Linked DNA regions of Mus musculus: regions 1, 2, 4, 5, 6 and 7 are each linked to region 3. A link is a contact called in public HiChIP or PLAC-seq and promoter capture Hi-C data. All regions are on one chromosome and are shown on one strand. Each heading gives the region's core, a stretch centred on a gene start, on an enhancer-like site or on the middle of the called end of the contact. The rest is flanking DNA. Distances are from core to core; before and after follow the strand shown. Region 1 holds the start of Adssl1 (adenylosuccinate synthetase like 1). Region 2 holds the start of Akt1 (thymoma viral proto-oncogene 1). Region 3 holds the start of Ppp1r13b (protein phosphatase 1, regulatory subunit 13B). Region 4 holds the start of Clba1 (clathrin binding box of aftiphilin containing 1). Region 5 holds the start of Siva1 (SIVA1, apoptosis-inducing factor). Region 6 holds the start of 1700127F24Rik (a long non-coding RNA gene). Region 7 holds the start of Cep170b (centrosomal protein 170B).

What was found. Promoter capture Hi-C pulls out the DNA fragments that hold promoters and counts their contacts. HiChIP or PLAC-seq counts read pairs in DNA pulled down with a chosen protein or histone mark.
Region 1: an H3K4me3 HiChIP or PLAC-seq map of embryonic stem cells shows a contact between it and region 3, with 4 times the contacts expected there. The contact joins the promoter of Adssl1 here to the promoter of Ppp1r13b in region 3. A contact is called at or near these places in 1 of 484 Hi-C or Micro-C datasets (natural killer cells), 2 of 115 datasets of contacts at active chromatin or transcription factors (embryonic stem cells and pancreatic cancer cells) and 1 of 9 other capture datasets (embryonic stem cells).
Region 2: a contact with region 3 is called in a promoter capture Hi-C map of liver, with 4 times the contacts expected there. The contact joins the promoter of Akt1 here to the promoter of Ppp1r13b in region 3. A contact is called at or near these places in 7 of 39 promoter capture datasets (the 3T3-L1 cell line, the C10 cell line, hippocampal neurons and 3 more) and 3 of 115 datasets of contacts at active chromatin or transcription factors (memory CD8 T cells, pancreatic cancer cells and pro-B cells).
Region 4: a FOXA1 HiChIP or PLAC-seq map of pancreatic cancer cells shows a contact between it and region 3. The contact joins the promoter of Clba1 here to the promoter of Ppp1r13b in region 3. A contact is called at or near these places in 1 of 39 promoter capture datasets (erythroid cells) and 3 of 115 datasets of contacts at active chromatin or transcription factors (fetal liver, pancreatic cancer cells and thymic regulatory T cells).
Region 5: a contact with region 3 is called in a promoter capture Hi-C map of liver, with 4 times the contacts expected there. The contact joins the promoter of Siva1 here to the promoter of Ppp1r13b in region 3. A contact is called at or near these places in 3 of 39 promoter capture datasets (hippocampal neurons, liver and stem cell-derived epiblast-like cells) and 1 of 115 datasets of contacts at active chromatin or transcription factors (pancreatic cancer cells).
Region 6: a FOXA1 HiChIP or PLAC-seq map of pancreatic cancer cells shows a contact between it and region 3. The contact joins the promoter of 1700127F24Rik here to the promoter of Ppp1r13b in region 3. A contact is called at or near these places in 2 of 115 datasets of contacts at active chromatin or transcription factors (memory CD8 T cells and pancreatic cancer cells).
Region 7: a contact with region 3 is called in a FOXA1 HiChIP or PLAC-seq map of pancreatic cancer cells. The contact joins the promoter of Cep170b here to the promoter of Ppp1r13b in region 3. A contact is called at or near these places in 2 of 39 promoter capture datasets (cranial neural crest and pre-B cells), 2 of 484 Hi-C or Micro-C datasets (both in embryonic stem cells) and 1 of 115 datasets of contacts at active chromatin or transcription factors (pancreatic cancer cells).

The regions. Positions count from the first base shown.
Region 1 is chr12:112,618,797-112,621,496 of GRCm38.p6, reverse strand. It overlaps Adssl1 (adenylosuccinate synthetase like 1), which reads right to left and starts at 1,450. Exons shown (of 13, transcript NM_007421.2): 1 at 1,187-1,450. The coding sequence starts at 1,378.
Region 2 is chr12:112,672,856-112,675,555 of GRCm38.p6, reverse strand. Akt1 (thymoma viral proto-oncogene 1) reads left to right here and starts at 1,280. Exons shown (of 14, transcript NM_009652.3): 1 at 1,280-1,556. Gm30150 (a long non-coding RNA gene) reads right to left here and starts at 1,080. Exons shown (of 3, transcript XR_381988.3): 1 at 859-1,080; 2 at 4-537.
Region 3 is chr12:111,906,650-111,909,349 of GRCm38.p6, reverse strand. It overlaps Ppp1r13b (protein phosphatase 1, regulatory subunit 13B), which reads left to right and starts at 1,295. Exons shown (of 17, transcript NM_011625.1): 1 at 1,295-1,488. The coding sequence starts at 1,480.
Region 4 is chr12:112,807,549-112,810,248 of GRCm38.p6, reverse strand. It overlaps Clba1 (clathrin binding box of aftiphilin containing 1), which reads right to left and starts at 1,274. Exons shown (of 5, transcript NM_145450.3): 1 at 441-1,274. The coding sequence starts at 860.
Region 5 is chr12:112,643,446-112,646,145 of GRCm38.p6, reverse strand. It overlaps Siva1 (SIVA1, apoptosis-inducing factor), which reads right to left and starts at 1,318. Exons shown (of 4, transcript NM_013929.2): 1 at 1,062-1,318. The coding sequence starts at 1,179. It overlaps Gm30101 (a long non-coding RNA gene), which reads left to right and starts at 1,379. Exons shown (of 3, transcript XR_381987.3): 1 at 1,379-1,464.
Region 6 is chr12:112,874,472-112,877,171 of GRCm38.p6, reverse strand. It overlaps 1700127F24Rik (a long non-coding RNA gene), which reads left to right and starts at 1,346. Exons shown (of 6, transcript XR_873068.2): 1 at 1,346-1,559; 2 at 1,782-1,898; 3 at 2,010-2,110; 4 at 2,472-2,700.
Region 7 is chr12:112,720,880-112,723,579 of GRCm38.p6, reverse strand. It overlaps Cep170b (centrosomal protein 170B), which reads right to left and starts at 1,406. Exons shown (of 19, transcript NM_001024602.3): 1 at 1,198-1,406. Gm46382 (proline-rich extensin-like protein EPR1) reads left to right here and starts at 1,414. Exons shown (of 2, transcript XM_017315329.2): 1 at 1,414-2,019.

The DNA.
Region 1 (2,700 bases), core at 201-2,700, 710 kb before region 3:
TCTGAGGAAGGGTGGGGGCTTTGGTGCTGGGTCGCTGGAGAGCAGGACTCCAGACCGCTGGGAGTAAATCCCAGTTACATACACATAGCTGGACAATGCATGCAAGGTGTAGGGCTTAGGAGGCCCAAGGTCTGTCCTTAGGACCTAGAGACTTCAAGGGAGAGGGGTGAACAGGGTGAGAGAGCAGGGTAGCTCCTCATTCTTAAGAGAGTTTCCAGAAATCCTCATCCCCAGCTGGGCAAATGTGGCCCAGGGAACCAAGCTATGCCTCCGGAGGCCTCCTAGGAGTCCTCGGGAACTCAGCAAGAAAGCCACAGAACCAGGGAGACAGAACTCCAGCAGGTGTTCCCACCTTCATTTGGGTCAGCAGCCATAAGTGTGGCTCCAAACCCAGTATCACAGAGTATCTTCCCTCAAACCGAGCCCTCTGTGCTGAGGATGGCACCGCAGAGGCAGTGTGGCTGTTAGCTGCAGCTCAACACCACAGAGACTTAAGGAGAGCAGGCAGCTAGCCCTAGGAGAGTACCCACCCGCTGTCCAGAGTCAGTCAGAACAAATGTGGGTGCTCAGAGCACTTTGCAGCTGGCCAAGGGCACAAAGACTGTCTCTGGCCTTCTCTGAGCACTACCAGCCACCGGGTCACACCCTGCCCGGGAAATCTGTGACTCCTCCTTTCTCCATGTCAGCCAGACCCCTTTGAACTCTGCTTTAGGCTCCTGACCCTGCGTTCCTCTAGGTTAGAAACCTATCTTCATCCTGTCTCTGCCTGGCTGACTCGCCGAGGACACCCCCCTTCTCAGAAAGCAGCTCTCACCCTTTGCTGCATCTTAGGGTACCTCGACCCACCCCGTTGGGGCTTTCCCCACTGGAGGGCCCACCATCACCGCCCTGGAACGCCCTACCCCTGAGGATCCCATGTCCTCAACTCAGCGACTTATATTTTTAGCTCGGGCTCCTGCCATTGCCCTGGGGAGGAGGTGGGTGGGTGGTGGGAGGCCAAGAGCTTTGTGTGAGAGGGTGTGTGTGGGAAGGAGGACTTAGGCAGTGGGGAAGGTACTCCTGGGAGGGAGGAATCCAAAAGGCTGTGACCCACTCAGGGCACAGGAGGAAGGGGTTCGTCCGGATCCCGGGGAAGGGGAGAGGCTCGCTGGGCAGGTTAGGGAGGGACTCGGCGCCTGGCCCGCACCTGGCAGCGACTGACGATGTCGGCGTCCGTGGCCAGCAGGTCCACCACCTTGCCTTTGCCCTCGTCCCCCCACTGCGCGCCCAGCACCACGGTCACGCGGGAGCCTGTCGCCGCCGCCTCCTGCTGCAGCCGCCCCCTCTTGACTCCGCCTGTGCCGGGGGGCCGGTCGTTGGAGGCTCGGGTCCCGGACATGCTGGCTTAGCTCCTCTGCTGCTCTGGGCCAAGCGAGAGCCCGCCGCCGCCAGAGCTCTCGCTCCATTAAATGCGGACGCCTAGAGAGGGGGGCGGGCCGGGGGCGGGTCCTGCGCACGCGGTGACGCACCTCGGTGACCTGCGGCCACAGCTCCCTGTCCCTGCCGCTGTCGCTGCAGATGGCGCGCACTTAGGGTGCTAGACGCCCCGACACGACTTGGGCAAGCAGATGACTCAGAACACCCTAGGACGTGAGAGGTGCCAGTGCTGCACGACCCGGACTCTACCCCTGCCCACTGGCCTGCTAGGACTAGGGTTTGGGGTTGCACAAACAGCGGAGGAGGCTGCTTTTTCCGGGGCAAGAGAGCGGTTAACAAAAGCAGAACCACAGATGTTTCTTTGCCGTTAATCTGGAGGATCTGCCTGCGGGATCACCTGTTTTCCCGTCTTGAACCTCGAGTCCAGGACCAGGAACGGTTCTCCTGAGAGCCGCCCAGAAAGTCACCTTAACTAAGACGATCTCTCTCCACCAGGCCACATAGTCACCCCTGCTGGCCCAGGATATGCAGCTCTTGGGTGGCTGTAGCTAGCTACTAGCCCAGCGCCAAGTGTAAGATGAAGTACCCACATCCGCTCGGGGTCAGAGCAACTTGAGGGACACAGGAGCAGAGGAGGATTCAACTTTCCAAGAGACCTCGGGGTCGATGGTTTCTGCCACTCAGTCCAGACTGGAAACAGGGACAAGGGAAAGTCCTGAGGCTGGGAGGCCTGTGTGGCATGCTCCCCCCAGCCCCCCACTGGTGCGTGTCCTTCCAGGGTGTGCTAACTGACCCCTGGGACAGGTTCACAGAGCAGTCAGGCTCCTAGTTGTCCTGGGGGCAGTTCGCAGGACTGTCACAAGACCAGTGAGACTAGACACACCCTCTGGGGGACTGACACCCCCCCTCCCCCAGCTTGGGGAAGAGAGGCTATTCCCAGTCAGCCTCAGCCACACTGCTGCTACCCTCCCTGGCTGTGCAGGTCATGGTGGTCTGTGTCTTCTGTTTCACATAGGGACATAGACACTCTCTTCAGTTGCTATGGCTGAAGCAGTCAGGGCCTCGGATCTGGACACTACTTCTTAGAAGAGCCTTACAGTCTTTGTGTGCAGATTACAATATCCTTCTCTACCTCACTCAGTGCCACAGTGGGGAGGGGGCAAGCGAGTAGACGTGGCATCTAGAGTTAGTGGTTCAGGCCAAGATCTCCTGAGCAGTGGCTGGGACAGGCAGAAATCCCTGATAAGGTCTTTCAGGAAGGTGTGCTCAGAAGGCAAAGCAGGC
Region 2 (2,700 bases), core at 31-2,530, 770 kb before region 3:
CACCACAGGTAGGAGCTGTCTCCAACAGTGGCTTCCAGGAAGAGCATCCGAGTGAGAAGGGTCACTAGAGAACAGCCAGAAATTGCTGTGTTCCACAAGAGGGCGCCCTGCTGGCTCTAACTGTGTAGCAACGGGATGGGGGAAGTAGGAGAGGAGGAGTTGGGGGCCTGGGGTGAAGGTTTGCTGGGCGAGTGATGGATATTTGTGTGACTCTCAGCCTCTGAAGGCCACTCTCAGGGTCAGGGATACTGCTGGAGCAGAACAGAACTGCTGCTGAGCCTCTGACTTAGCGCCCTGGAGGCTCTCTGAGCTGGGGCAGCTGTGCAGCAGATAGGGCACAGAACAGAGCCCCCCATCCCCATCCCCGTCTGAAGGGTATGGGGCGTGGCTGAGAGGAGAGTGAGTTCTTCTCCGGGAGTGGGGTGTGCTTCCCAGGTCAGCCCCAGGAGCCCGAGAAGGAGCTCCGATTTCCATCCTGGGCGATAGCGTGGACTACTAAATCTACCCTCTTGTTTACACTCCTGGTGAACTCTGACCCTTGTATGAAAAACAAAAAATGCCCCCTGGTTAAAAATACCAAACACATGAAGGTAAATTCACAAAAGGGTTACTATCAAGTCGGGCTTCTGGGACGAGGGAGGGGCCCTGCGCAGGAACTGCTGAGGCTGGCCGAAGGGGGAAGGACTGAGGATGGATAAGAGGCAGGAACCACCTTGACTCTTCAATTCCGGGACACCATAAGGAACCGCCCCCCAAGCCTCACCCATCTGAGTCCACAGCAAGGTCTTGGCTGACTGAGTCCTACCCCTGAATCTGCCCCCTCTGGGTGTCCAGGTGTGCTCCCGTCCTCCCTGTCACCTGGGGAGTCCTTATCAGTTGCTGTGGCAGGCAGTACTGGGTTGGATGAGCCCTCAATAGCCTTCTTTCTTGTGTTGGCTGGCCTTTAGGACACCGGTGACCGGTCTCTCCCGGCTCCCAAGATGGGGACAGTTGGGCCTCTTGAGAGTCAAACTGATTCACTTCCCACGCTGGCCTCCCTCCTTGGGGTCTGGAGAGCTAGGCAGGGAAGGGCCAGGTCCCACAAACCGGGAAACCCAGACCAGAGCTGGAGCTCTGGATCTGCGGCGGGGCTCCGTTACCCGCGTGGCCCTGGCTCGGGGCCACCCGAGGGCGGCGCCTGCGGGGCCGCGCTCGCGCTCACGGGGTGCCTCGCCCTGGCCGCGGGCCGCGCCGGGGGCGCCCGGGGCGGCGGAGGCGGATGTGGGCGGGCGGCGCGGGCGCGGGGCGGGGAGAAGGCGGGCCGGCGGCGGCGGCGGCAGCACCGAGTCGGCGGGCGGCCGGCCCAGCGCGGCAGCGCACGCGAGTCCGGGACCAGCGGAGCGGACCGAGCAGCGTCCTGTGGCCGGCACCGCGGCGGCCCAGATCCGGCCAGCAGCGCGCGCCCGGACGCCGCTGCCTTCAGCCGGCCCCGCCCAGCGCCCGCCCGCGGGATGCGGAGCGGCGGGCGCCCGAGGCCGCGGCCCGGCTAGGCCCAGTCGCCCGCACGCGGCGGCCCGGTGAGTGCCCGCGCCGCGCCCTGTTCCGGGCCGCGGCCACCCCGCTTTGTTCCCGGCCGCGCCGCGCCTCGGAGTAGGAGCAGGAAGTGGCCGAGCGGAGGCCTGGGCGGGGAGCGCGCGGGGCCGGGCTGGTCGCGCAGGAGGCCCACGCCGGCGAGGGTGCGGGCGGCCGCTGCGTGACCTTGGGTGGCCGCTCCACGGGGCCAGGTCGCGGGAGAGGGGCGCTGTTGGTGTGCGCAGTGGGGGCCGGTGCGCCCTGGGGCCTGGGGCTGCCCGGGCACTCGGCCAGCGAGGGTAGGAGAAAGGCTCGCCCCGCGGCCTGCGTGCGGTGGGAGGGCCCTGGGAAGGAGAACTCATTTCCCACGGACAGAAAGTTGTGCGCGGTGGCACAGTGCCCAGGCTAGCCCACAAAGGACTGCTAACCCTCCTGGGCCCGGAAGCTGCTTCCTGGACTAGGTGGTTTCTGGAGGTGCCGGGGGGGGGGGGGGCCTTGAGGACGGCGTGGACTCGGTCTCCCGGATCCGGGATACTGGCTGAGCTGATGGAATTGTCTAAAGAGGACTGGTTTCTAAGTTGGGCGGTGGTGGAACCTTGGGCCTCTGCTGTGTGGCCAAACTCCTCCTTCCCCCAGGCCCCTGGTCTTGCTCCAGGTGGCTAGCCTTGACTGCCTAGAGCCATCACTAAAGTGAAGGGCGAGTCGCCTTGGTGGGGCCCCAGCTGGGCGTGTGGCTCACGGGCCAGTGTCCCAGAGGGGCTGAACTCTTAAGACTTAACAATAGCAACCATATGCCCTTACGGCATGGCATGGTGGGAAGAGTGTCCCATGCTTAAGTCGGCTTGATGTGGACATTGGCGTTAACATGGCTGTGTTTCTTCACTCCGTGTGTATGAATTTATTTTTACACGGCTCTGGACAGCTGACTGTCATCAGCAGACCTTGGGGCTGGGTGGGGGTAGGGGACATCCACCGAGAGAGATCTTGCAGTACAGCCCTCTGCCTCCAGGCCACACCCACTCTGACAGTCACTGAGCTGGGATTTCTTCTTGGCTTATCTTTTTCGTTCTGGCTTTTAGTCGCCACCTGCTTGCTGAGGGAAGGGCTCTTTCCTTCTTGGGCCAGGTGTGGTCTTTCCTACTTTGGCAT
Region 3 (2,700 bases), core at 46-2,545:
TGTGTCAGCAGTGGTGTGGAACCAAGTCTGTTCAACTGGAAAGTCCACGCTCTCAATCACTAACCCCCATGGCCTCTTAAGCTCAGGTGTGGCTGCCCATAAGGGGGCTGGTGTAACTCTGGCCTCCTCCCTCTCTCTGCCCCGACTTAGCAGCAGCCTCCCGCCACTCAGAGAACCAGACAGGCTATAAACTGCCCCTGATCAACATCTGCTGCCCTCTCCAGGGGTTGGGTACTTCCCAAGGTGATCTACCCTTTCTGTGTTTGGGGTCATCCAGCTGTCTTCATGTTTCTGGAATCTCATGGAAGTTTAAGCCCGGTGCAGCTCATCAGCCGTTGTGTCTCATCTGTCAGAGTTCAGGCAAATGGCACAATGTGGAGTACTCAGAAAGGGTGCCTGCCCACCCGGCAGCCTCTGCTGAGGGTCTGCTCTGGGGCCTGCTCTACCCTCTGTCACTCAGGCTCCCTAGTTGGAGGGAAAAATGACACAGGAGACAGCATTCTAAGGACAGACCTGGACCCTGAAGGTACAGATTGGACTCTGCCCTGGGACGTTCCAGCTGGATCTCCAAGGATACTGACACAGGTGGGGATGGGTCCTTCGGTCTTGGGATGGATCGTGTGAAGGGCTGAGGCTGAGAGCCTGTATGTCCTGTCCAGGAAGGCTTCAATGGCTCAGCCCGCGGTGGAAGCGGGGGCAGAGTCCCAGGTCTCTGGGGCCCGGGACACTGAGCGGTATGCAATCGGCTGATGCAGACACATCGGGGACACCCTGTGCCCGCCTGATAGGATCCGGCCTGTAGCCTCGCATAGCGCTGGACACCTAGGGTATATGTTACGGTCAGAGTTGGTCTGTGGCCAGCTCGCCACTGGCCTCTCGGACCTGAGAGGTTCGAGTCTCCACCGGTCGCGACTGTGGGCCGGACCCAGCCGCCCTTTCCTCTCTGTCCTTTGCTTCCTATTCGTCCGAGGTGACCCTGAGCCGAAGTCTCGCAGACACAAGGTTCGGAGGTCCCTGGGCGCCCCAACGCCCCCTTTGCTGGTATGCAGGAGGAGGGGCGGGGTCGGCGTCCGCAGCGCGCCCCTCCCCCGCCGCCGAGAGCGCAGACGCGCACGAGCGCGCTCTCACCTGGCCGCGGCGGAGAAGCCCCGCCCTCTTATCCCGCCTACCCCCACCGGACCAATCATAGGTGGCGTAGGCGGGTGGGGGAGCGACGCGTGGGGCGGGGCCTCCGCAGCCTGCGGGGTGAGCCGAGTGGGTGGCGGAAGGCGGCCGGCTTCGGCAGAGGCGGTGGCGGCGGCTGAGGGACGGCGACGCGGCACGCGGGGCGGCGCGACAGGACGAGCGAGGGCTGCGCGGCTCTCCGCAGCTGCCGCCTCGCCGCAGCCGGGCCGCAGGGCGCCGCAGCGGGTGCGAGGCCTGTGAGGCGGCCGGAGCGGCGTCCTGTCAGGCGGCGCGGGCGCGGCGGACGGCGCCGCGATGATGCCGGTGGGTGCGGGCGGCGGCGCCTCGTTCCCCGGCCCCCGCGCGAGGCGGGCCCGGCAGGGAGGAAGCGGCGGGCGGGCGTGCAGGGCGAGCGAGCGCAGGGGCAGGTGGGGGCGGCGGCTGTCAGCGGGCGGGCGAGAGAGCGAGCGTGGGCGGGGTCGCCGACAGGGCGAGCGGCCTCCGCAGGGCTGCGGGCTGCGCGGGGCTGCGGCGTGTACGGCCCCTCCCGGCCAGCGACCGGTGCCTCGATTTCCTCGGCGAGGGCACCCGGGTGCGGTGTTCGCACGCTCGGAATATGTGTTTCCCCTGCACTGGGAGGAACGCATGCCGTGCGTGGATTCAGAGAGCCATCTTAGGAATCCCCTTGCCGAGGCTTCTCCGTGGGTACATTTGCTCCACCTGGCGTGATGTCCCTATGTCCTTAAGGTTGAGCCGGTTGTGTGTCACTCGAGCCTTTGTCCTGCTCTTAAGGATGCTTTTGGCCAGGAAGACCTTCGTTTTGGGGGTTGCCACCTTCTTTGCCTTTTCCTTTACCTGCGTGCGGTACAAGCAGCAGTGGATGCTGAATTCTCTCCTTTTTTAAATAGGCTTTTTGTGAAGTGTATACGTCGTAATTAATGGGAAAAAACGTGACATAGATTGTACCCAGTTGGGCGTGTTGTTTTTAGAGTGTCTATTGAGTAAAAAAATCTCAGACTAATAAAATAACACACAATCTATTTTTTTTTTTTTGTTCGCTTGTTTTAGAAGTGCTGGGGGTCAAACCTGGGCTTTGCAGGACTAGGCCAGTGTTTCTATCACTGAGTTTATATATCCCAGATCCACAGAAAAAAAAAATTGAAGCCTACGTGGAAAGATCACGTTTCAGAGGGGAAATATGTCTCTGCATTTTTACTTGAATACTGTCGTTCTGCTATGCTGCACCCAAGCTCATTAGTTTACAAACCACCACCCCTTCAAATAATTTCCTGTTTCTTGATAATCTCTTCTCCCTCCTTTTGAACTGATTCCAACCCCTGGTGTTGGTGGAGTTTTAAGATTTAACCTACTTGATCCTTAAATCCTTTGGTGTTAGGCTTGTTGAATGCTAAGCATGTTTTTAAACGATTGCCTTGTAATGGAAAGAGCACTAAGTGGGCGTCAGAAGAGCTGGGGTCAAATAATTGTTCTGGTACCTCTTCATATTGTGTCCTTGACAGAGTTGAGACTGAATTC
Region 4 (2,700 bases), core at 25-2,524, 900 kb before region 3:
GTGTTTGGGGTGAGCCACTGAGGGGAATGGCTCCGAGGCAGTGGAGGAGGCAAAGGTGTGGTCAGCTCTCAGGGCTGTGTGGGACCCTATGTCAGTCCCCTGACCAAGCCCTCTGTTCCTTGTCCTCCCCCCCCCCCCCTTTTTAGTTTGTTTTTCAAGATTAGGTTCCTCTGTGTAGCCCTGGCTGTCCTGGAACTCACTCTGTAGACCAGGCTGGCCTCGAACTTGGAGATTCGCCTGCCTCTGCCTCTTGAGTGCTGGGATTAAAGGCGGGTGGTGCCCAGCTTCCTTGTCCTCCTTTTAAGCAGAGGACAGCCAACCACACAGCAAAAGACAAACTAGGTGAGAAGAGAAGGCTAGCCAAACCCCCACATTCCCAGGGCACAGAGACTTGGGCAAAGTCTAATGACAAAATACTTCCCACTCAACCACGGAAATACCTCTGAAGATGGGCCAGCAGCAGTTCCTGTCACCCAGGGTCCACCCTGCTGCACCTGGCAAGAACTGCCCTCTTCGGGGACTGAAGGGGTTCTCAGCGGCTGACATTCCGTGGCTCTCCCCAGGAGTTCAAAAGACTGAGAAAACTGCTCCGACTTAGCTGAAGACTCCCGGAAGCCTTCGAACTCTCCCCACCCGCCGCTGAGCTCCCCCGGGTGTGGACAGCTGGTGGGAAGACCCTCATCCAGCCTGGAGCTGTTAGCGTTCGTGTCCGGCAGAACCACGGGACCGTCGCAGCAGATCCGCCTCCGTTCCAAACCATCACCACTCTGTCCTCTAGCTGTCTGGTGGGGGGACCCCTCTCCAGGCTCCTCTGCGAGGTCACTCACTGACTCTCTCCCCACCTCCTGCCCGCCTTGCATCTTGGTGTAGCCAGGCCAGCCGACCCGAAGGAAAGCTGCTCAAAAAACATGCAGCGGCTGAGCTGGAGTTGCCCAGGGCTTCCTGGGAGTGTTCACGTGCCTCCGTGGAGTCGACCCCTCCTGGCACTCGCGGATGACTAGTCCGGCACGGGGGCGTATCCTAGGGCCAAACAAGTGAGGCGAAGGAGGGCCTGTGGGCAGACGCAAGTCCTGGTGGATGAGCTGCAGAACCCGGTCTGCGAGGCCGGAGGCTGAGGGCAGGGAGCTCGGGGATCGCGTCCCAGACGGGAGTCTCGCGGGCTCCGGGACCAGGTCCCAGGCGCAGACGGAGGGGGTCCCGAGCTCCCAGAGGCCCGCAAGGCGCGCACCCACCTTCGCCGCCGCGACGCGCCTCCCGGCGCCCGGCGGGGAGATACTACAGCCAGCTTAGCCGGCAACCAGCGCCGCGCGTTGCCCGGCAACGATGCGTGCCAGCAGGCTTCCGGCGTGCTTTAAGTGTCGTCAGCACGCCACCGTGTGGCGTGGCCAACAGCGCCCCGCCCATGCCCATCCTCTCCCGACTACCACTTATGTTGCTGCGGACTGGAGGATGCTGGCAGCTCTGCAGTGGGTCCCAGCCTGCTATCGTGACTGGTCTTTCTGCCTCCCCCGCCCTACAAATATCGGTGGGAGCAGTTCTCTTTTTATTATGGCGCCCAGTGCCTCTGTGTCCGATATGTCCCTTGCAGTCGCATACCTGGCCCTGGAGTAAGGCCACTGCCACGGTACTGGCCCCTCATCCCACACCCTCCGGCCCTGGTTCCTTGCTCTCCTATTGGATGCTTTCTCAAGTCTGGAAGCTATGGGGAAAACTCTGTCTACCTGATTTAGTTCAGTTCCAGATCACATTCCCTTCTGCAAGAATGAGCGTCTACTGCCTGCAGAGTAGGAGAGCCACTGCCCTGCCTCGTGTGCTCACAGTCTGGGCCGGGTCACCAGCCGGACCCAAGGCGGAGCAGGGTCAGTCTTGGTCATGGACAGGCAGAGACTCACAGGCCCCTGCAGGGCCCTGATGAACTAACCTTGCCCCTCTCCCAGCCCCAGCCACAGAAATCCTTGGCCCTTTCCATATGTCCCCATCCTGAGCTTCATGAAGTCAGCCTTCAGCCTGTCACATCTTTATCCAAGTCACCCTAGACTAGCAGCCATTAACAACCTCCCCTGAGAAAGAGGTGGGTCAGGCCTGCATCTAAACCCAACTTCAGCCCCTTCCTCTATACTCAGATTTCCCCCTGGACTTCCCTAGGCCCTGCTCTGTCCTTTGCATGAATTATGCAGTCCCTCATCCCCTGCCTCCTCAGGAGAACTACTGGAAAATTTGATTTAAAAGTGACAAGATGAGATCATTCGCTGCATCTTGGACCACAGCCTTCCCCATTCCCCTGGGCAGACGAGCCTGGCACTGTTCACTGAGGCTTGCGGGCAGAGAGCTCAGGACCATGGCTTGGTGCAGCTATTCCCAGCTTTCCCAGTGGCCCGGTAGGATGGTGCAGACACAGTCTGTGTTTACAGACACTGGCTTGTTTGCCTCACTCTGACCCAGCAGGTCCTGCTCTCGGTCCGTTCCCAAGGCTCCAGTTCCCCTCACCTGCTGCCCTTGCTGACTTTGACGTCTGGGGAGCTGGAAGGACAGGAAAACTGAGGCCTGGGCCCACAGTGGGACACACAGTGGCAAAGGACTGGGCTGCAGCGGGTCTTCCCACCTTTAGTGTCTCCTCATGTCTGTCTCGCTTTCAGCTCTGAAGCAAGACTTCCAGAACGATTCCAGTTCTTCTGAGTCCACGTTGGGGTGATCTGTGTG
Region 5 (2,700 bases), core at 69-2,568, 740 kb before region 3:
GAGTTCCTGGAGGGGTACTCTTAACACAGGTGGGGCTCAAACCCACATTCCATTATGAGAGCAATTTTCTCCTTAAGGCCTCCTGGTCCAGCAGAGTCCAGAGTGTGGGCTGGGGTTTTGGTAAACTGTGTGTACTATAAAACTCGCTAGAGCCCTGCACCCCTTCCTGACTGGCTGGCTCTGAGTGGCCTGGCAAATGCTCCAACACACAAGTCCTCAGAAGGGTAGAGCCAGGCTGTTAGGTTCCAATTAACACTTAGGCCTTCTTTTCAACTGCATGCTTACATTTAAAAAAAATTAATTTACTTGGCTATTTAGTTACTATGAGTGTGGTCGGAAGACAACTTTCAGGAATTCTCTCCTACTGTATGTTCTTGGGACCTGACTCATGTCCAGGCTTGCATAGACTGCACTTTAACCAGCTGAGGCATTTTCTGGGCCGTGTTTGCATTGTTATTGCTGTTTTAAGACATCTCACCATAAAGCCCATGCCTTTCCCTTCTGAGTGCTGGCGTCAAAAAACAAGCCACGACGCCAGGCCATGTCTAGACTGGGGGGCGTGGGGGGAGGCACACTCTTTGCAGCTCAGTCCTGTCCCTTCACGCATCGCCCCTGCGTCTCAGCACTTGAGTTTGCATTCCCAGAGTACAGAGAGGGAAAGGACAAATACTGGGGCTGCGTAGGGAGTTTGTTTTCCCGCACATTCCAAAGGCGCAGCGGCACCGCTCAAAGTTATACGGCCGCAAACTGCGCCAAGCTACGGTACACTGCGTTACACCTGCCCCAGAAAGCCATCACTGCAAGGCAATGCTCAGCAACATCCATCCGCTACAAAGGCCACTTGCGAGGGCTCAGGGCAGTCTACGCCATCACGCCCACTCGAACCCAGTCCCCGCGTCGGTCCCGCGCTAGGCTAGTCCGCTCGGCAGCACTCGGGTCCGACTCGGATTTCTCCGGGAGCCGCCTGAAGCAGCATCCACCGTGAGCGCTCGGGACGCTCCCGCGGTCTCCCGCTGCCCTGCGCGGCGTAGCGCGCTCTACCCACGGAAGTCCACACTCACCGAAGACCTCGCGTGAGTAGCGCTCGGCGAACACACCGTGGCTCAGCTCTTTCAGGCCCACGTGGACTTTGAGTTGGAGCGGGGCTGCGTCTGCGAACGGGCAGCTCCGCTTGGGCATGGTAGCGGGTACCAGACACAGCCTTCAGCAGCGCGCAGCGCGCCGCGCGCCGAGCACACGTCACGGCGCCCTCGGACCGCGGCGGAGGCCCGAGCCGACGAGGGCGCGGCGCCCAATAGGCCGGAGAAAGGCTGGGGGCTCGCCTCAAACGGGCCCCGCTGCGCGGGATAGGCCGGAGTGACGTCGGGGGCGGGACTTACGCAGTTAACGGCGAGGGATAGGCTGAGGGAGGCAGTGGCTGGAATGCAGGGCGCGGGAAAAGGCCAAGGGCGCTGGCGCGGCGAGGTGAGGTCTGCGCAAGGCGTGGCACGGGATAGGCCGAGGGGGGGGGGGGTTGTGTTGGGGCGGGGCTAGTTTATGTCACAGCTCAGGATAGGCCGGGAACTAAGAGGCGGGGCTCTGGGGTGGGGCGCGGGATTAGCGGGATGCTACGTTGGGGGCGGGACTCGTGTGCTAAGGGGCTCTGCATAAACCAGCACGAGATCGAGGGCGGGGCTCAGCGCGCGAAAAGCCTGAAGGCTCTGTTGTCGCTAAGCAACGGTGATAGGTGATAGGTGAGATATCAGTATCAAACAGTAGGGTGGCGGGTTTTGTCCCAGCTCCTGATCTTAGTGGATACGGGCACCCATCTTCCCCTACGAGTTCCTCTTGTGTTCCCTTAGGTCTGATCTTGGGCAGGGAGCCTGAGGGTTTATGGCGTCACCTGCGGGTCCGCTGGTCAGGATTTAAAAATATTGTGGTGTCTTCTAACATGTTGAACAGGCAAAACAGTGATGCTGAGGGGTTTCTCAGTCCTTCTATTTCTACACAATCGGAACGTCAGTTATTCGGGTGCATTAAGTTTTGTGCTCATCTTGGAGTACAGGAGACCCGGAGTGTACACACAGCACCCGTTAATTCTCCAGACTTTGTAGAATGGAAGTCTCTGATCAAAGTGTCAGGTTCTCTGCAGGCTTCTGTCTTCCAGAATCTACAAATAAAAACTTTTGTGTCCTTACTGGATGTGTGTGTGTGTCCTCATCTCATAATAACACCCAGTACTTTGAATTAAGTTCTGCCCTAAGGACCCTGTTTTAACTCTTTAAGACTATATCCACCAGCCCTGTGTGTTGGCTCACACCTTTAATCCCAGCTCTCAGAAAGCAGAGGCAGGCTGATCTCTGTGAGTTGGAGGCCAGCCTGGGCTAGGTAGAGAGACCCAGTCTCAAAATACCGAACAAAAAACTGTATCCAGATACAATCACACTCTGACTCTTGGGAGTTAGGCCTTCGACATAAAGAAGGAGCACAATTCTAAATAGGACAATAGGGTCCAGTGACTACTGACTGCTGTGCTTCCCCACCCCCACCCCCACCCCCAAATGGTGGTTTCCCCGGTTGTAGAACTGTGCAGAATGGATGATACCTCTGTGTGGAGTCATGCGTTTGTCCCCTACTGCATGGCTTAAATCCAGCGACCTGTCCCAGGAACCACCACTAAGAAGGCTGTTGTTCATGTTAAGATAATGGACTTTTTCCTCC
Region 6 (2,700 bases), core at 97-2,596, 970 kb before region 3:
CCACTTGGAAGGATGGAGTAAGTCCAAAGCCCACTCCAACCACCACAAGTGTGGAAACAGGATATTCATTACTGTCATTCTATCCAGTAAATGGGGAAACTGAGGCAAGTGATCTCTCCAGATGGCTGCGCATCTCAGGAGCTCCCATAACCTCTGGAGACCACCTCTGGTGGACTCCGGAACTAGCCCATCCCCTTGGGTTCTGAGACGCTGCCCTTGTCTTCCTGGGCTTAGAGGGTGCCTCTCCTTCCCTCTAGTCGATCCCATGTCCCAGGATTAGTTGTTGAGAGAGATTGGAGATAGGCAAACTACCACCCAGCTCACAGCGACCACGAGAGAAACCGTACTAGAAGAGTCTCGGATTTCCTTGTCTGGCTGCAGCCCTGACCGGCATCAGGCTGCACATTGGGTAGTAAGGAGTCAATCACTGCTGGTGCTAGAACTCCAAGATAGAGCCAGAACTCTAGGAGCCAGAGTTCGAGAGCCTGGGGAGTCGAGACTAGCCCCGCCTCCATCTTGCGCCTGGGCCGGGCTGGCAGGGTTTGGGCGTGGCCCGCTAGCTGGAGTTGGCCGGGATCAAAGGGCGGAAAGCGGGCCTCCGCCCACACCCACTGAGACAGGAATCTGTGGCCCAGGGGGACAGAATCTTCAGCCACATTCCGGGTGCCCGGGGCCCAGCAAGGCAAGGGTGGGGCGGAGCTGGAGTGCCAAGACTGGCATCACGGAGCGTGGGAAAGACTGCGCTACCAGCACTCAGCTCCAGCTGCCTGGGAGGCAGGCGGTAACTTTTGCCAGATCCAGGCGGTGGCCTTGCCCAATCTGGCTGCCCTGGATGGCATTAGGCAGGAGGGTCAAAGGGGGTCCACACTGCCAATCCAATTCCTGCCTGTTGTACTGGCTCTGGGCTGGTAGGGCCACAGTGGGGAGGGGGCACTGTTAGGTGGGCATTCTACAGTTGCATCAGGCAGCAGGGGTTCTTTATAGGAGTCGATGGAGTTTTGCAAACTCTCCTCCCGCTGAGTAATAGGAACCTGCCTGTAAACAGCAGCCCTGAAGCCCCTGTACTGGCTGAGGATAGACCCCTGGTCCCAGGGTCCAATTATTGCTTCCTCACACCACCATCAACCTCAAGGTCAAGTAACATTCCTGGAGTCATGCAGCAAGCTGGACGCAAGCTAGACACAAGCTGGTTCAGGGTAAACTTGGAAAATTCTGAGGCCCAAGTCTTCCAGCCCTAAGTGTCAGGACCAATGATGTCCCTTTCTCTGGCACGTGTCCTCAGTGGGAGAATGGCATCACAATACTACCTCCCTGAGTCGTCATGATGATGTGAGGTCCCAGCCAACACTCTGCCTCCGGAGCCCTCTCTGGCTCCAAGAACATGGTCTCCCACCTTATCTGTGGAGCTGGGTGCCCCCTGGTGGCCGCAGTGTTGACTTAGGTTTTAGGCTAGCTTTCCCAGCCTATGTCCGCGTGCCAGAGGAGGCCAGCTGGTCTCATCACTGCTCGTCTGGGAGAACGTACTCAGCTTGGACCTTCGGGTGACCATGCTGAAGGAGGTGTGGGTCAGGCTGAGGTGTTTGGTCCTAGACTCCGTTTTCTATGACACAAAACTTGGGAAACCCACAGTGACCTAGCATAGGGGTTCTGGGACTAGACATTTATAGCCATCTATATGGTTTGGGACATGAATACGTGGGTAAGGCTTTGGTGACTAATGCATAAGAGCATGCACCTGTGCCTGTCTGTCTACACTTAGTCTGACACTCTCTTGCTCCCAGAGCCCAGAGCATCATGATAAAGCAACTGAGCAGCTGCTGAGGAGGTTCGGGAGAGGTGGCTCCGTAGGGGCTCCTGTGGTTTGCTCCCAGAAACTGCGACAATGACACATTCATCAGGTATTGTCCCATCGTGACATGGAAATAAAACCTTTTGCATAGATTGGTAGATAGAGGCACAAACCATTTGGTAAAGTGGCTGCAATTCACTGCCCTCTTGGCTTTCTCTAGTGGCTGTTTTGTAGCCCTCACCTGGCATCTTTGGCAGAGATGGATTCCCCTACTCAGTGAGTGAGGGACTCTGAGGAGGTTGGCCTAGAAGAAGGAAAGAGGTTTGTGTGCATCTGGGGTGGGGGTGGGGGGAATCCCATCTCTTCCTGATCTTACCCTCCCTAGCCCAGCAGGCCCAGGGTAGAAGTTGTTGGGACCACAACGAAGCCTCCTGAAACTCCCCTGCAATGTGCTCAGAGGGTCCCTATGAGTCCAGTGGTTTGATAGGCAGAACTGGGTTCCCAGAAGGGAGGGAGTCGGGGCTGGTCCTATGGAGTGGTTAGGGGTAAAGAAGTTAGATTTAGTCTTACTCCACCTGAGTGCTTATGAGGCTCATCTTTCCTAGGGAGGGGACAGACAGAGAGGGGATCAATCGGGAATCTCGCCTCTTCTTGGTCTTGCCCTCTTCTCCCCTTGTCACAGATCTGTGCAAGTCATCAAGTCTCCAGTGTCACGAATAACTGGTTTCTGTGCAAAACTCTATGTTGGGAGGGCTGCATCTGGGTGAGAATGCATTACACCTGGATTTCTGAATCTGCAAATTGAGAACAATAGCAATCCGTACTTCACCCGGTTATTTTGCAAATACAACATAGGCGAAGGCTTGGTGCGCTCCTAGCATTTCTGCCTGGACATCAGGCTGCGGTCCGCC
Region 7 (2,700 bases), core at 157-2,656, 810 kb before region 3:
CCATCTGTGAAGGCCCACAGCACTCCTTCAGGAAGCAGGAGGAAGATGGAGAAAAGAAACCTGCCTCCCCAGAAAACAGCTCCAGGTGGTCAGGAACATACCCATACCCTGCTCTGAGGTCCCCTTTCCTTAGGGCCCAGCTTGAGAGGCAAGGGCTAAAGGGGCAAGATTTCAATGCCCTTGCAGCCTCTAGGACCTCACTGGGTATCCATAGCCCCAACTCTCAGAAAGACCCAATCCTACTGGCAAAGGTGTCAGGGCTGTGGAGGGAGCCCCCCCCCCCCCCAGGCCCCAGACCCAGGGCGTCACTGAGCCTCCCAGCCCCACCCAGCCTGGATGTCTCCTACTCTGACATCACCTGCCTGCCATCATCTCACTGTGGACAGCAGGCACGGGGACACCCTTAGAGGAGAGGGAGGCCAACCCCCAGAGCCTGGTCATGGGGTGACCACTGCCACCGCCAGTCCAACTTGGAAAGGCTTCTGAGCCAGGGCTTGCTGTAGGAGGTTTGGGGCTAGGCTTAGCCCGGCCATCGTTGCTAGGAGGGAGAATAATAAACACCCCAAACTTGTCCCCTCAGCCGCGCCAAGCAGAAGAGCCACCACCCGAAGGTGAAGGAGGAGGTGGCGATGCAGATGCTGAGAGACAGTGGGAGGCAGGGAGCAGCCCCGTGGCTGAAAGGAGCAGACAGGAGGAGGTCCCCTCCTGGCCGCGGACAGCCCAGAGGCAGAGAAAGCAGGGAGACGGTGGCGGCTAAAGGGAAAGGAGAGAAGAGAAGGAAGACGGAGGGAGGGACCGCAGAAGGAGGGGGGACCGGGCACCCGGGAGGAGGCCGGGAGGCGGGCAGGCGCGCCAGGCCCAGAGGGGGAGGGAGCGGCGTTGTATCCTGAATCAGCGCTGGCCCTGCCCGGGCGGGGACCGGGCGCCCAGGTCTACCAGCTCGGCAGGCCGCGTAGACATGCGCGGGGCCAGGCCTTGTCGCCGGTGCCAGGAGGCCCCTCCCGGGCGCGCGCAGACATGGGCAGCATCGGCAAGCGCTGGCCGGGCCAGGTGTGCCGGGCCCTCGCCCAGCCCCTTCCTCACCGCCGCTTTTGTCCAGCCCCGCCCGCCCCGGTGTGGCCTGGAGGCACGCAGGTGCCCTGCTGGAGGCCCTGCCGCCGTGGGCGCAGGGCTGGCGCGGCCCCTCCTGCGTCCTACCTGTGCTCCCGCCAGGCCCGCGGCTCGCCCGCCCGGACGCTGCCCGGCCCAGCCCGGCCCTCTGCCCGCCCGGCCGAGCGCTGGGCGGGGCCGCCGCCTAGGACATGCCCGGCGCGGCCCGCACGCTGGCGGCAGCCCCGGCCGAGCCCACGGGCAGAGCGCCGGACCGCGGCCTCGCGCGGCGGGTCCCCTGACGTCTGCCGCGACACGCTCCGCCCCGGCGCGCCCCGCCCCCGTGATGCCCCGCCCCGCGACGCCCCGCCCCCCGGAAACCAGGTTAGGGCGGGCCAGCCTCAGCAGGTGAGCTGGACTCCGCAGCGCCGCCCCAGAGGTTACGCGCGGCCCCTCCCGTTCCGTCCACCCGTCCCGGCGCACCGGATCGGGCAACCAGGAACGGGCGATCACCTTTGTCCCCGGCCCAGCCTGGGGCGGCGCATCTCCGCCACCCTGTGCATTCAGACCCCCTTCTCTCTGGCGCTGGCTATCCCAGGGTTGCGAGAAAGGGCGTACGGCTGCCCAGCGTCCTGTCCCAGAGCCGAATAGTTAACATTTAACCACATTCCAGAAGCCCGAGCTCCAGCCGCTCTCCCAGCCCCAACCTTTGGCCTTTCAGCCCAGTGGAGGGGTGCAGGGCGAAGGAAGTAGGATGGATCCCAGAGGCCTGTGCGTCCAGCTGGGTCTCTTCCTCCTGCGCCCTCGACGTTGCAGGATAGGCCACGGGCTCGGGACAGGATGGTGGGCAAAGACACCAACGTACCTGGATGTCACAGTGGGCTGGACGGGGAGGGGCGGGGAACTCCGGAGGCTCTCCCAGTTCCTGAGGTAAGTTCTCACCGGCCGCTGGCTGGTGCCTGGTGCAACAATGGAGGTATCAGGTGTCCCTCTAGTGCCAAGGGGGAAAGGATTAGCGTGGGGCGGAGCGGCTTTGCAGAGTGGTGGAGAAAGTACTGTTCAGAGTGCATTCCTGCATTCCCGTTGAAGGGTACTAGTGAGGGCCTTGGCGGAAGTGGAATGCAGAGCAGAACTCCAGGCCTAGGAATGTGCGCTTTATCCTGCTGGTACAGGAGCTTCGTGAACCCAATCCACCCCGCCCAGGCTCCAAAGCCAGCGGGCACAGTTGCCCATCCCTGCCCTGTAGAAGGAGGTGGAAGGGGTTCTACACAACTCGAGAGTAGAGGCAAGCCCGCCAAGAGGAGACAGATAGGAAAAACTGCATGAGAATGTGCTAGGTTGTTGGGCCTGGCTGTGCGAGCTTATAGTACAGGCCCAAATGGGGGAGCCTGGCTTGCGGTATGGACAGAGGAGGAACCTGTAGCCTCGTGACCAATTTTGGATGTCATCCCAAGGACAGTGGGGCTCAGGAAGTTTGTGCCAGCTGAGACCTGATGAGATGAAGGCCTTGGAGAGAGCTCTAGATGTCTTTGTGGGCAAACGGGAGTACTTTGAGGGGGAGGCCAGGACTCCAGGGAGAGGCCAGGAACTGGAAGAGATGGAGGCAGAGGA